2 separate regions of the Mus musculus genome follow, and region 2 is linked to region 1. The links are chromatin contacts, called in public promoter capture Hi-C maps. All regions are on one chromosome and are shown on one strand. The core of a region is the stretch at or near the end of the contact, and the rest is flanking DNA. Distances in the headings are between cores, read along the strand shown.

What was found. Promoter capture Hi-C pulls out the DNA fragments that hold promoters and counts their contacts.
Region 2: a promoter capture Hi-C map of hippocampal neurons shows a contact between it and region 1, with 3 times the contacts expected there. The contact joins two enhancer-like sites. A contact is called at or near these places in 7 of 39 promoter capture datasets (the 3T3-L1 cell line, the C10 cell line, embryonic stem cells and 3 more).

Annotation. Positions count from the first base shown.
Region 1 is chr9:104,454,023-104,459,698 of GRCm38.p6, reverse strand. No RefSeq gene overlaps it. Among named protein-coding and RNA genes, the nearest start is that of Mir2136, 31 kb to the right of the region's middle. Within about 2 kb of position 1,893, at least 4 of the 459 cell types and tissues checked have an H3K27ac peak or open chromatin away from gene starts, as enhancers often do. A contact at or near this core is called in hippocampal neurons, where this site is marked.
Region 2 is chr9:105,522,752-105,528,571 of GRCm38.p6, reverse strand. No RefSeq gene overlaps it. Among named protein-coding and RNA genes, the nearest start is that of Atp2c1, 4.4 kb to the right of the region's middle. Within about 2 kb of position 4,336, at least 22 of the 459 cell types and tissues checked have an H3K27ac peak or open chromatin away from gene starts, as enhancers often do. A contact at or near this core is called in hippocampal neurons, where this site is marked.

The DNA.
Region 1 (5,676 bases), core at 644-3,143:
TAACAATAATTACCCCTTTGATTAGATAATATGTTTTTCTTTCCCAGAATTCTTCCCCTCACACAGCCTTTGTCTTGGGATTTTATTGCTCTGAAGAGACACCAGGACCACAGCAACCCTCATAAAGGAAGACATTTCCTTGGCACTGGCTTACAGTTTCAGAGGTTTAGTTCATTACTGTCATGGTGGGAAGCATGGTGGCACACAGGCAGACACGGTGCTGGAGAGATCACTAAGAGATCTCCATCTGGATCCATAGGCAACAAGAAGAGACAGTGAGAACCTGAGCTCCTTAGACCCCTTAAACACACCCCTAGTGACACACTTCCTCCAACAAGACCACACCTATTCTGACAAGGCTATGCCTCCTAGTGCTGCTCCCTAAGGGCCTATGGAAACCATTTTTATTCAAACCACCACAGTCCCTATGAGCCACATGAGGTTCTGGATCTTCTGGCTTTTCTCTTTTCTTTTGGATGCTGGCCAGAGTCTAAACATGCTTTCTCTGGTCATTCTGGCTTCCATAGCTTGCTTTCTGAAGCTTCCCCACCTCCCCACCATCTAACTGCCAGTCTGACAGTCACCTCCATGCCAGCTTAGTTCAAATGGCAAGGCTTCCACGCCCGCTCTTCTCCATTTCCTTCCTCCTCCTGTCAGCAGCTGAGATGTACAGCTAGAGTTTCTAATGAAATCATTCTTGGACTTCCTTTTGAACCTATTCCTAAATTTTCCTATTAAAGAGACTTAGAACCCCCCCCCCAAAAAAAGGGACTCCAATCTCCCCTTTAACAGATGCAACTTTGATGAGACTCCCAAAACTTTCTGATAACACACTATTTCCAGAAGACTTTGGGGACTTGCCCAGTGTCGATGCTTTCTTCTGATTTTATCCCCTCAATTAAATTCTGAGTATCCCCCACCCATTTATCCTTTATAATTAAAAAAAAAACTGTGTTTAGAACATGATAATATATTATGAACCTTTACCTGAAAAAGATGGGATTACATAACTACTGAAAAAACTTGTAGATACAACAGGAGATTTGGGTTTAAGCAAAAGAACTTGTGGTTTAAACGTAACAAAGCCCAAAGTTCTGGATAGGGAGCAAGATAAAGAATCCCCAAGGGTAACTCTCCACCCTTGCCCACCTAAGAGTAATAACATTCACAGGAGTCCCCTCTATAATCCATAGAAACAGCTGGCTGAGTTACCCTATCAGCTCACTGAGAGAAGAAATCAGGATGTTTCTCCAGGAACACCATTGCATACATACTACCTATTGAGACTGAATGAAACTCTGAACTTCAGGCACCTCAAGGGTTAAGAAGGTCTTAATTGCCACCTCACTACAATTTCTGGGGGAAAACATTTTAAGGCATAGGGGACTTTTGAGTTCAAAGCAAATGATTTCAATAAAAATCTCTTGGGAGCCCATTGTATACAGTAGCTGGGAAAGGTTACACATCCTTCTCTAAATGGGCGTTTGGTTCCTCTTAGGACTATGAAAGATTTGGGAGTTACAGAGAGAGAGAGAGAGAGAGAGAGAGAGAGAGAGAGAGAGAGAGAGAGAGAGAGAGAGAGAGAGAGAGAGAGAGAGGCAGACAGACAGAGAGACACGGTGTCAGATAGATAGACAGGCAACTTTCCCTTCTGCTTTTCAAATTATGATTTGGGGGAGGGACAGTAAGGGGTACAAATGTTTCTGTTACAAAGCCCTACTACTTCTGGACTACTTCAAAGACTACTTCTGGAAGTTTCTGAGTCCAAACCAAATCCCATTTGAGTAATTCTGTCAAAGCTCAAGTCGTCTTTTTGACAAAGTTGATGGTGAGCACCATCTACTGGGCATTACCCAAAGTCTGCTTTAGGGATGTTTCCATGAAGGTTGGGGGAAAAAATCGGGATCCCTGTTACGCAATGGTCCTTTGGCATATTTAAGCAATATCCGGGACATCTGGCAGCTCTTGTGCTCATCCAGAAGTTCTTTCTTAGTTCTTCATATAGAGTTAAAGGTTTTTGAGAAATTAGATGGAGAATGAAGGCCCCAAGAACAGCTTTATTAAGCAGCTATAATTCAGGGGTAGACATCTTGCAGGCTGAGGAGTTTCTGCGCATCCTATCCCACTCTTCTTGTTTTCAACTGGCTGGAAAGGAAGGTCCAATCCCTAAGGGACAATTCTCAAAAAACTGCAACCCCAGAATCCTCATTCTTTGTTCTGTAAAATAGACTGATATTTTTTCCTAAAATATGTCCCTGCATTCGTTTCTTTTCTAGGGACAAAACGTGTGCATGCGTGTGTGTGAGAGAGACAGGGACAGAGAGAAACTAAAGTAGCTGGTTTTTAAACTCTTAATTCTGGTTGTAGCCTCGGGCTGAAAATGCCACACTTCTATGAGGTAAACAAAATGTCTGTCTCTGGGCTTTTCTTCCCTCAGTTAAGCAGATCCTGCCTGTGAGGTGTGGAGGATTTCACACAGTCACTGCTGTTTTCCTCATGAATCCTTTATGATGCTACTTAGTCTCTGGGGTGCGCTCTAAAGTCAAAAGAAAATCTGACTCACACTGAAAAGTTTTCAAATGAAACAATAGGGACAGAAGTATCCTATGTAGGGAGGAGGGAGGAGGGGAAAGGGAGGAGGGAGAAGAGAGAAGGGTGGGTGGGAGGAGGAAGAAGGAATTTTTTTATTTTTTAATTAGATATTTCCTTTATTTACATTTCAATTGCTATCCACTTTCATAGTTTCCTCTCTGAAAATCCCCTATCTCCTACTTCCCCCTGATCCTCAACCCACCCACTCCTGCTTCCTGGCTCTGGCATTCCCCTATACTGAGGCATAGGATCTTTGCAAGACCAAGGGCCTCTCCTCTCATTAATGGCTCGGGAATTTTTGCTAAGAGTAGGCCAGCAATATAGTGCAAAAGGCCTGCTTGAACACCTTGCCCATTTCCTAGAGGGACAACTTTGAACAGATCTAAATCTTAGAACCTTTCTTTTTCTGAAAAAAAAATGGGATAGTATCACCTCATCAAATGATATTTAAGTTACAAGATGGGGCAACCCACCCATCTCAAAAAATGTAACTCAGAGTTGCTCCTATCTAAAGGAAATGTAGAGACAAAAACTGGAGCAGAGACTAAAGGGAAGGCTACCCAGAGACCTCTCTACCTAGGAATCCATCCCATCTGCAGACGCCAAACCTAGACACTATTGCTGATGCCAAGAAGTACTTACTGACAGGAGCCTGGTATAGCTGTCTTCTGAAAGGCTCTGCCAGCACCTGAACAATATAGATGCAGATACTACCTACCTACTACATAAGACTGAGCCTGGGACCCCAGTGGAAGAGTTAGGGGAAGGACTGAAGGAGCTGAAGGGGATTGCAACCACATAGGAAGAACAACAATACCAACTAGTGGGACCACCTAGAGCTCCCAGGGACTAAACCACCAACCAAAAAGTACACATGGAGAGAACTATGGCTCCAGCTACCTATGTATGAGGTATGGTCATATCTGGCATCATTGGCAGAGGAGGCTCTTGGTCCTGTGGAAGCTTGATACCCCAGTGTAAGGGGATGCTAGAGCGGTGAGGCAGGTATGATGGGTGGGTGGGGGAGCACCCTCATAGAGGCAAAGGGGAGGGAAGATGGGATGGGGGGGTTGCAGAGAAGAAACCAAAAAGAGGGGCAACATTTGAAATGTAAATAAATTAAATAACCAATTTAAAATTCTATTTAAAATAATGTCTGGTTTGAGTTTGTCAGGTGTATATTGACCATAAAAATTACTTTTTGGTATCACTTTTCTCTTTAAAAAGGCTGTGTAAACAGGAGGTGTAAGAGGTGCTCCCAGGGCGTCTCGGCAGAATCCTGAGGTTGCCTTTGCTGTTTCACTGCGGAAAAGACCTGCAGTGGTGCTACGGAGTCAGCTCTTAAAGTATGCATGAACTCACTCCAAAACAGCATCTTCACCCACGAGCCCAACCACTTCGATGCAGGAGTCTAGAAATAAAGGGGAAGGTTTCAGATCACAGTTTTGCCTGCTCCTATGGTACACAAGCACATTCATCAAAGGAGTTGCCCAAAATATACCGAGAAAATTGTACCTAAGCAGAGCCATCAAAAGCAAACAAATGTCATCTTAACAAATGTAACCTCCCGACCTGCCCAAAGGTAAGGATAAAGACTTGTCTCCACCATTGAACCCCTTTCTTCCATTCATAGGTCACAGCTACAAAGAACATTGGATTGAAGCAGTAAACCCCAAATATCTTCCTAGGAAATATTTTCCAATAGTCCTAGCTTCTACTATCACCTCACTGAAACTTCAGTGTCAGCAAGAAATTCTATCATTTATTCATTTCCTGACTTTATAAAATACTTACTGACTGCCTAACTTGATCCAGGCAATGTTCTGGGCATAGGAAATAAAACAGTGACTGAGACCATTAAAGCTCCCCTGTGCTCATGGCACTTACCATTCTAATGAGAAGATAATAAATGTGCATTGAAAAATTATAACAGGACACAGGTCCCTAAGGTCTGTACTCTTGGATCCTCTGTGATAATGTTGCTCAAAATCTGAATTACAAAGCAGAGCCATGGAAACATTTGGAAGAAACCATTACACAAAAAGATGGGTCAAATGCTGTCTAAGGTAGGAACTAGCTAAGCTTGCTTAGAAAGCTGAAGCAAGGGTACTGTGATGCAGATAGTAAGGTTGTGGGAAAGTAGGTCTGGGCAGGAGCTAAGAGTCTTCCTTTCTAACAAACTCCCATGAGGTGCTGATGATGCTGACCCATGGATCCCACTTTGAATGGCAAGGGTGTAGAGCCTTGTGTGCCATGCAAAAGAGAGATTCCCCCAAGGTACATTAGAAAACCATGTTTATCTGATGCTCTTTTGACCTATGGAGCCTCTCACAGCTACTTAAAGGTCACAAAGCCCTTTGGCATTTCTCTACACCTCACAAAACTAAATGCTCAGTGGATACACTGTGAATGTCTGGATTAAAGGATAAGAATGAATATCTAGACCTTACCTTGTGGGATCCTGAACTTTAAATGAAAAAAAAAAAAGTAAAGAAACAAGAAATGGAGAGTAATGGGGAAGGATCCTTCACAGGCTTTGAATCATGTTTTTGTGGCTTCCAATCTTACACTGATGTCTAAAAGACTTTCAGTAACTGGCCAGGTTCTCTGGGAACTCTATTTTATTAAAAATAGTGTTAATAACTATTTCATTAGGAGAGATATGAAAATCACATACACTAGTAAAGAATAAGATATATGTTTTCATAAATACTCGTTTTCCTTTCCTCTCCTACTTCAGGTTCACTTCCAATTCAACAACATGGCATTTAAACCTGAAAGTTTTCCAAATATCAGCCAGTTATATAAATAATGAAATAAACTGTATATCCACAAATTGGAACACTACTCAACAATTTAAAGGAGGAAACTGCTGACAAAATCAAAAGCAAGTAGAATCTGTATCAGTTACTCTTCAAGCACCTAGGATAAAACATCTGACAAAAGCAACTTAGAGGAGGGTCCTGCTTTGGCTCACAGTTTGAGGGTCCACAGTCCATCGTGGCAGGGAAGGAAAGGCAGTGGGAGCTTGAGGCAACTGGACATATTGGACCTTCAGTTGGGAAACAGAGATAAATGTTGATT
Region 2 (5,820 bases), core at 3,087-5,586, 1.1 Mb before region 1:
TCTAATGTGTGTGAGTGTCTTAGGGTTTCTATTGCTGTGAAGAGACACCCTGACTAAGGCAACTCTTATAAAGGAAGATATTTAATTGGAGCTCACTTACAGTTTCAGAGGTTTAGTCATGGTGGGAAGCATGGCAGCATCCAGAAGAGATGGTGCTGGAGAAGGAGCCAAGAGTTCTACATCTTGATCCCTGGGCAGTAGAAGGGGATTGTGTGCCACACTGGGTATAGCTTGAGCACATGAAACCTCAAAGCCTGCCTTTACAGTGATACACTTCTTCCAACAAGGCCACACCTACTCCAACAAGCGATACTCCCTGTGGCCAAGCATTCAAACAGGATTCTAGGGAGGCCATGCGTTTCACACTGCCACAATAAGTGTAAGTTTGTCTGCTGTGGAGACCAGAAGAGCCCTTTGGATTTCTTAGAACTAGAATTGCAGTTGTGAGCCCCCCCTTCCCCCATCCCCTCCATGGATGCAGAGAACAGAACCTTGGTCCTCCCGGAAAAGCAGCCAGTGCTCCTAACCACTGAACCATCTCTCCAGCCCTTTTTTTTTTTTTTTTTTTTTTTTTTGAGAAAGGCTCTCACTATGTAGTTCAGGCTAACCTGTAATTCACTATGATGGTTCCCATTCCTTAGCCTTCTAAGTCTTGGGGTGACAGGGAAATTAATAAATGAGCACAAACACACGTTCCTATCTTTTATACTCAAGATCTCAGCAAGAAAGACTGATTGGCCCGGTGGTGACTATTGCTCATGTTGTCAAGCCTCTGAGTGGTCTGCGCACCAATGTTCATCCTGCTTGTGAGTCAGCCGAGGGAGGCCCTCACAGATGTAGGTAAGAAGATCGGCGTAAAGAACAATTCCTGAGAGAAGTTGTGTGCGTGAAGGAACACAACTTTCTAAGATCTGCTGTAACAAACAACTTCTCTACTCCATATTGCACACATGCCACGTTTCAGATGAAATATTCTGCCGCTTCCTCCCGCCTCCTGTAGCCTCACCTTCAACTGAGGCTGAAGATAAGAACTCGAGGCCTGGCCTCCCCAAGGCAAGTCCCTGAGGATCCTTTTGAAAAACCTTGTTCTCTGATCACTTGACTTCCACCTGGGGCAGTAGAATTCGAGAAACGGGGAAGATGGCAGCGGAGGTGTCGTGGTTTTAATCCTGATGGTCTTCACCTGCTGAAGCTGGCGAAGCCTGATCACACATCGGCTTCCATTTATATCCCTAGCTTCCAAGCCAAAGGCAGTAGATGGGAACATTCTCTGCCCCCCACTGACCAATTCACGGCATCATCCGCAGGAGACAAAATGACTAACTTTAGATATTAACTATTATTTCTAAAACCACAGTATGGGTTTTCATCCAGGATGGTAGGTAGTATGGACACCAGTTTGAAGATGGTCCTAGAGTTGAGCCATTTTCTTTGACCTGAAGGGCTTCTTTCCTCTTCTTCTGGGCTGGTGCTGAGTCTCCTGAAAGAGCAGAGCATGAGAAGGAGATGAGACGAAGGCTGTGCAGCTCCACGGATGTGCTCTGAAGTCCTTCTCAAACAGTAAGCTTTCTAGTGGCTCACCGTGTTTCTTTGCTTGCAGTTAAATCACTGATGTACAGGTGGTAGAGTGTCCACCTAAAAGCAGCCACACTAAAGACAGAGGTAGGCAGATTATGCCTAGGGATGGCTTGTAGAGGGCTGTGGATCTGAGAAGCCCTGGGTTAGACTTCCTTCCCTAACTCGGGAGGGCGAGGACCTTTGGTAGAAGGAGAGAAGCAGAGCTGTGTGCAGCGATTGATGGTTGATCTCTCTGTGTTAGTGCCTGAGCTGATAGGGTCACAGCAACACGATAAGAGGAACCAAGTGAGAGTTTGAGAGCAATCTGATATCAAGTCAAGACACACTAGAAAGGACAGGAGTTAATGGGATGCCCGTGTGAAACCTGATAACTGCAGGGGAAGCGGTTATAGGAGATGGGCTTTGGTTTGGGGGAACACACCAACACTGGGAAATGCATTTACAAATGTGTGTTGGACGAAAGCTCTCAAAGGGCTCCAACTATGTGGGAGCCCCCATCCCTTTACATCTGCATTCCTAGCAGCATCAGCACTTCCAGAAACATCAGAGGGCAAAGCTGGCTGTTTACCCCAGGCTTGACTGGATTAGAAACTCAGAGCCCTCACAGATGTGCCAACAAACAAACCATCCAGGTGATTCTCATAGATGTTCATCTTTGGCTCCAAACCAGTGGTTCTCAACCTTCCTAATGCTGTGACCCGTTATACAGTTCCACATGTGGCGGTGACCCCCAACCATACAATTATTTTTGTTGCTACTTCATAACTGTAATTTTGCCGTTGTTATGAACTATAATGTAAATATTTTTGGAGATATAGGTTTGCCAGAGGGATCAAAACCCACAGGCTGATAACTACTGTACTTACGCTCTGCAGGAAAGATATCTTTCCTAAACACAAGACAGTGGTCTCATCGGAGGACTGTTACATCCGGGACATTAACACACAAAACTAGCAAGCTAAAGCACCGGAGATTATTCAGCTTAGAGAACGACTGGATGTGTGGAATTTTCTGAGTTGTGGCTAAAATGAGGAATGTCCAGGGCTTCTCTCTGTGGCGTTTGGGAAAGTAAAAATGCCCTGTGTTTAGTTATATGTGATCATCCCCTCTACGGTGTGGACTCTAAGAAAATGTCCTGTGTAGTTTCAGATGGACTTTAATCTCGCTGTGAGGTGGAATCTGACACTGTATTAACTTGTCTTGATGAGCAGGGTTAAATGTCTCCCATTCCCCTCTCCTGATCTCATTTAACACTGCCCTTGAAGAGAGAGAGAGAGAGAGGCCAGATTAAACCAGTATCTGCAGAGCAGGGGGTGGGGGGGTGGGGATGAGAGAGATTTCACAGTACAATTTATAATGAAAAATGGCTTCGGTGTTCTGGGCTAGCAGCTTCTCCATCATTCTGCCTGCCTGCCTGCTTGTCACTCTATTTCTAGATTGGATTAATTCCCAGAGAGCGGAGTCATTTTCCTGATGGAATCTCTCAGCACCGATTGGAAGGAAAGGGAGATTAGTGAGGTTTTAGGTTTTGTCTTGATGCAGTTTAGAAAAAAAAATATCAGAGTATTTTTCTGTTGTCCTTTTCTGATCCCCACCCTGGATTTAACCCCTGGGTTCTCGTCTTCTCCCTTGGCCTCTCTCTTTTAATAAGTGTGCGGCTGGGTGCATTGACAGAGGACCTAGCTGTGCAGAACACATGGTAGAAGCTTCACCAACTCACATTTTCATCCCATCTTCTCTAACACTGGAAAGGAGAAAAGTAAACTAGATCTTGCCTCCGCACCTTGCCACTGTTTCGCCTTTCAGTGTGGCTTTTCTAGTGAAAAACAAAAACAAAAACAAACTAGGGGTTTAATCTATTTATTAAAAAAGCTGCCGATTCTTAGAAATTAAAGAGAACATCTGACTGCCCTCTCACAGGGCTGCAGCTTTAGTCCATGACTTTTCTAGCTATTTGGTTCCTACAGAGTAGACAACAAGGGGTGGGGGTGAGCCGTACACAGTAGCAGCTGGCTGCCCTTATCCCCTACTGTGCTGCTGGGCAGGAGGCAGGGGCCTTTTGGTTCTTGCAGATGTGTGTTGTAGTCACGAGGACTGGTCAGCTGCCTTTCACCAATACAACTGGGTCCCAGTAGCAATCAAAACTGGCACCCGTGAAGGCCACATCGCCAGAGAAGTCCACACCAGAAACAGGTGCTGGTTCTGACTCCCATCTGAGAATAGGGGTGCGCAAGAATCCTCCCTTGCGTTTGTGTTAGCGTGAATTGCGCTGGGAGCAGAATGCCTGTACTTATAGACAGAAGCTCTCTGTGAATCTTAGCATCAAGAAAGCTTTAAAAGCTATGGAAATCGAGCATGGTGTCACACACGCGTGATCTCAGCTACACTGGAGGCTGAGAGAGGAGAATCAGGAGGTCGAGACCATCCTGGGCCATTTCCCACAATGCCGTCTCAAAGTAAACGTTTTAAGAAGGGCAGGGAAAGAGGCTCAGTGGCAGGCAGACACTTGCCTGGTATGTGTGAAGCTCTGCGTTTGATTCCCACAGCAACAAAGAGAAGCACATATTTTGTTTATAGAAGACTCAGGATAAAAAATGTTATGTTTTTTTTTCATAAGTATGCATCTGGTCTTAAATCTAATTGTTCTCATGTGTAAATTCCTACCAGTCTACACGTGTTTTTCTCTTTAACAACTCCATAGGTTTTGATTGTTAGTACATTTCTGGGTGTGGGTTAAGAGGCTGAACAGTGTACTGGTTGGCCAGGGAGGCTCAGGGGGAAGGCTGATCTGGTTAAAAGCCCTTCCCCTTTGCTTTGTAGCTGTGTGGACTTACAACATTTTTTTTTTTTAATCTTCTTTGGACCTTCCTTTTAGGCCCAGAGAATTACACTGACACAGAACAAATAATTTAGTGTTAAGTACAAAGGCCAAATACATTGTTCCCTATGATTTATACTCGTTATTACTTAAATACCTAAAGGATTCTTGGTTACATTTGTTTCACCCATTTACTTATTTATTTCCTTCCCCCACTCCCAGCACTGGGAACTGTGCCCAGGGCCCTGCTTTACCATGAAGCTCCTCAATGTCTATTTTATATTTTCTGCTCTGTGTTATAATAGAACAGACATTTGTTTGGTGCAGGGTTTTTTTCTTCTCTCTCCTCCCTTCTCTTCTCTTTTTTCATTGCCCTCCTTAGACCTGGAAAAGGTGACCACAGAACAAACCATCTGGTCTACAATGAAGTCTGCTTTGTGCCCATCGTTGGGGAGAGGTTTTGATCAGAAGCCATGCTGAGCAGGCTGTGGGCTTCTGCCCACAATCAAAGCATAAAAGTTCAAATAGTCTAAGAGGAGCTGCAAAGGAGGCAGCTTGTGGATCCCTCAATGAACGTGAACAGAACTTGTCCCTATTATCCCTGGGGCCTTTTCTCTTTCTCGGGCTTTAGGATGGTCTGGGCGTCTGGGCTGGCAAACGGATTGCTTTTCTGGGTCATGAAGTGGCAAAGAGCACGCTGCTTCTCCCCTCCCCTCATTAGAGCCTGTGGTCTAGTCTCCAGACATAGAGGAAGACACCCAGAGCTTCTGTAAGCATACAATGGTGAACCTAGAGAGGAAGCAGGAGAGTGGGGCCTCTGGGGACTCATTCCCAGCAGAAGGAAAGAACTTCTTGGAATTGCCTCCAGGCCCTGATGAGTCTGGAAAATCACCTTGCTCATGGGCCCCGTGCCAGCCTGACAGATGGTCTCCCTGGGTGGCATACGCTGCTTCAGGCTATCAGGTATGTTCCCTGAAGGCAAGTGCCCCACCCAGGAGTGCTAGGTCCTGTCACAAGTCTATGACAGGAGCTTTGCCTACTCCTATTTCCTCTCAACCTCTTCTCTCACTGGAGGGGAGAGAGACTAGCTTTTCTCCTTGAAGCACACCTCTGAGCTACATGGTTTGTCCACCTTAGTTCCCACACAATGGTCCCTTGCTGAAATGGTGTGAGCTACTGAAAGGCTTAAAAGGCCAGGAAAGAACAAAGGCGGGAGGCTGGGGGATGGCTCAGTGGGTGAGAGCATTTGCTGTACCAGAAGAGGGATCAGAATTTGAATCCCTAGCACCTGCATGCGGAGGAGCCTGGCATGGCTGCTTGTTCCTGTAACTACAGCCCTGTGGTGAGCAGATTCAAGAAGATGGCTGGGACTTGCTGGCTTGCCCAGTTAGCTCCAGGTTCACTGAGAGGAGCCATCTCAAGGG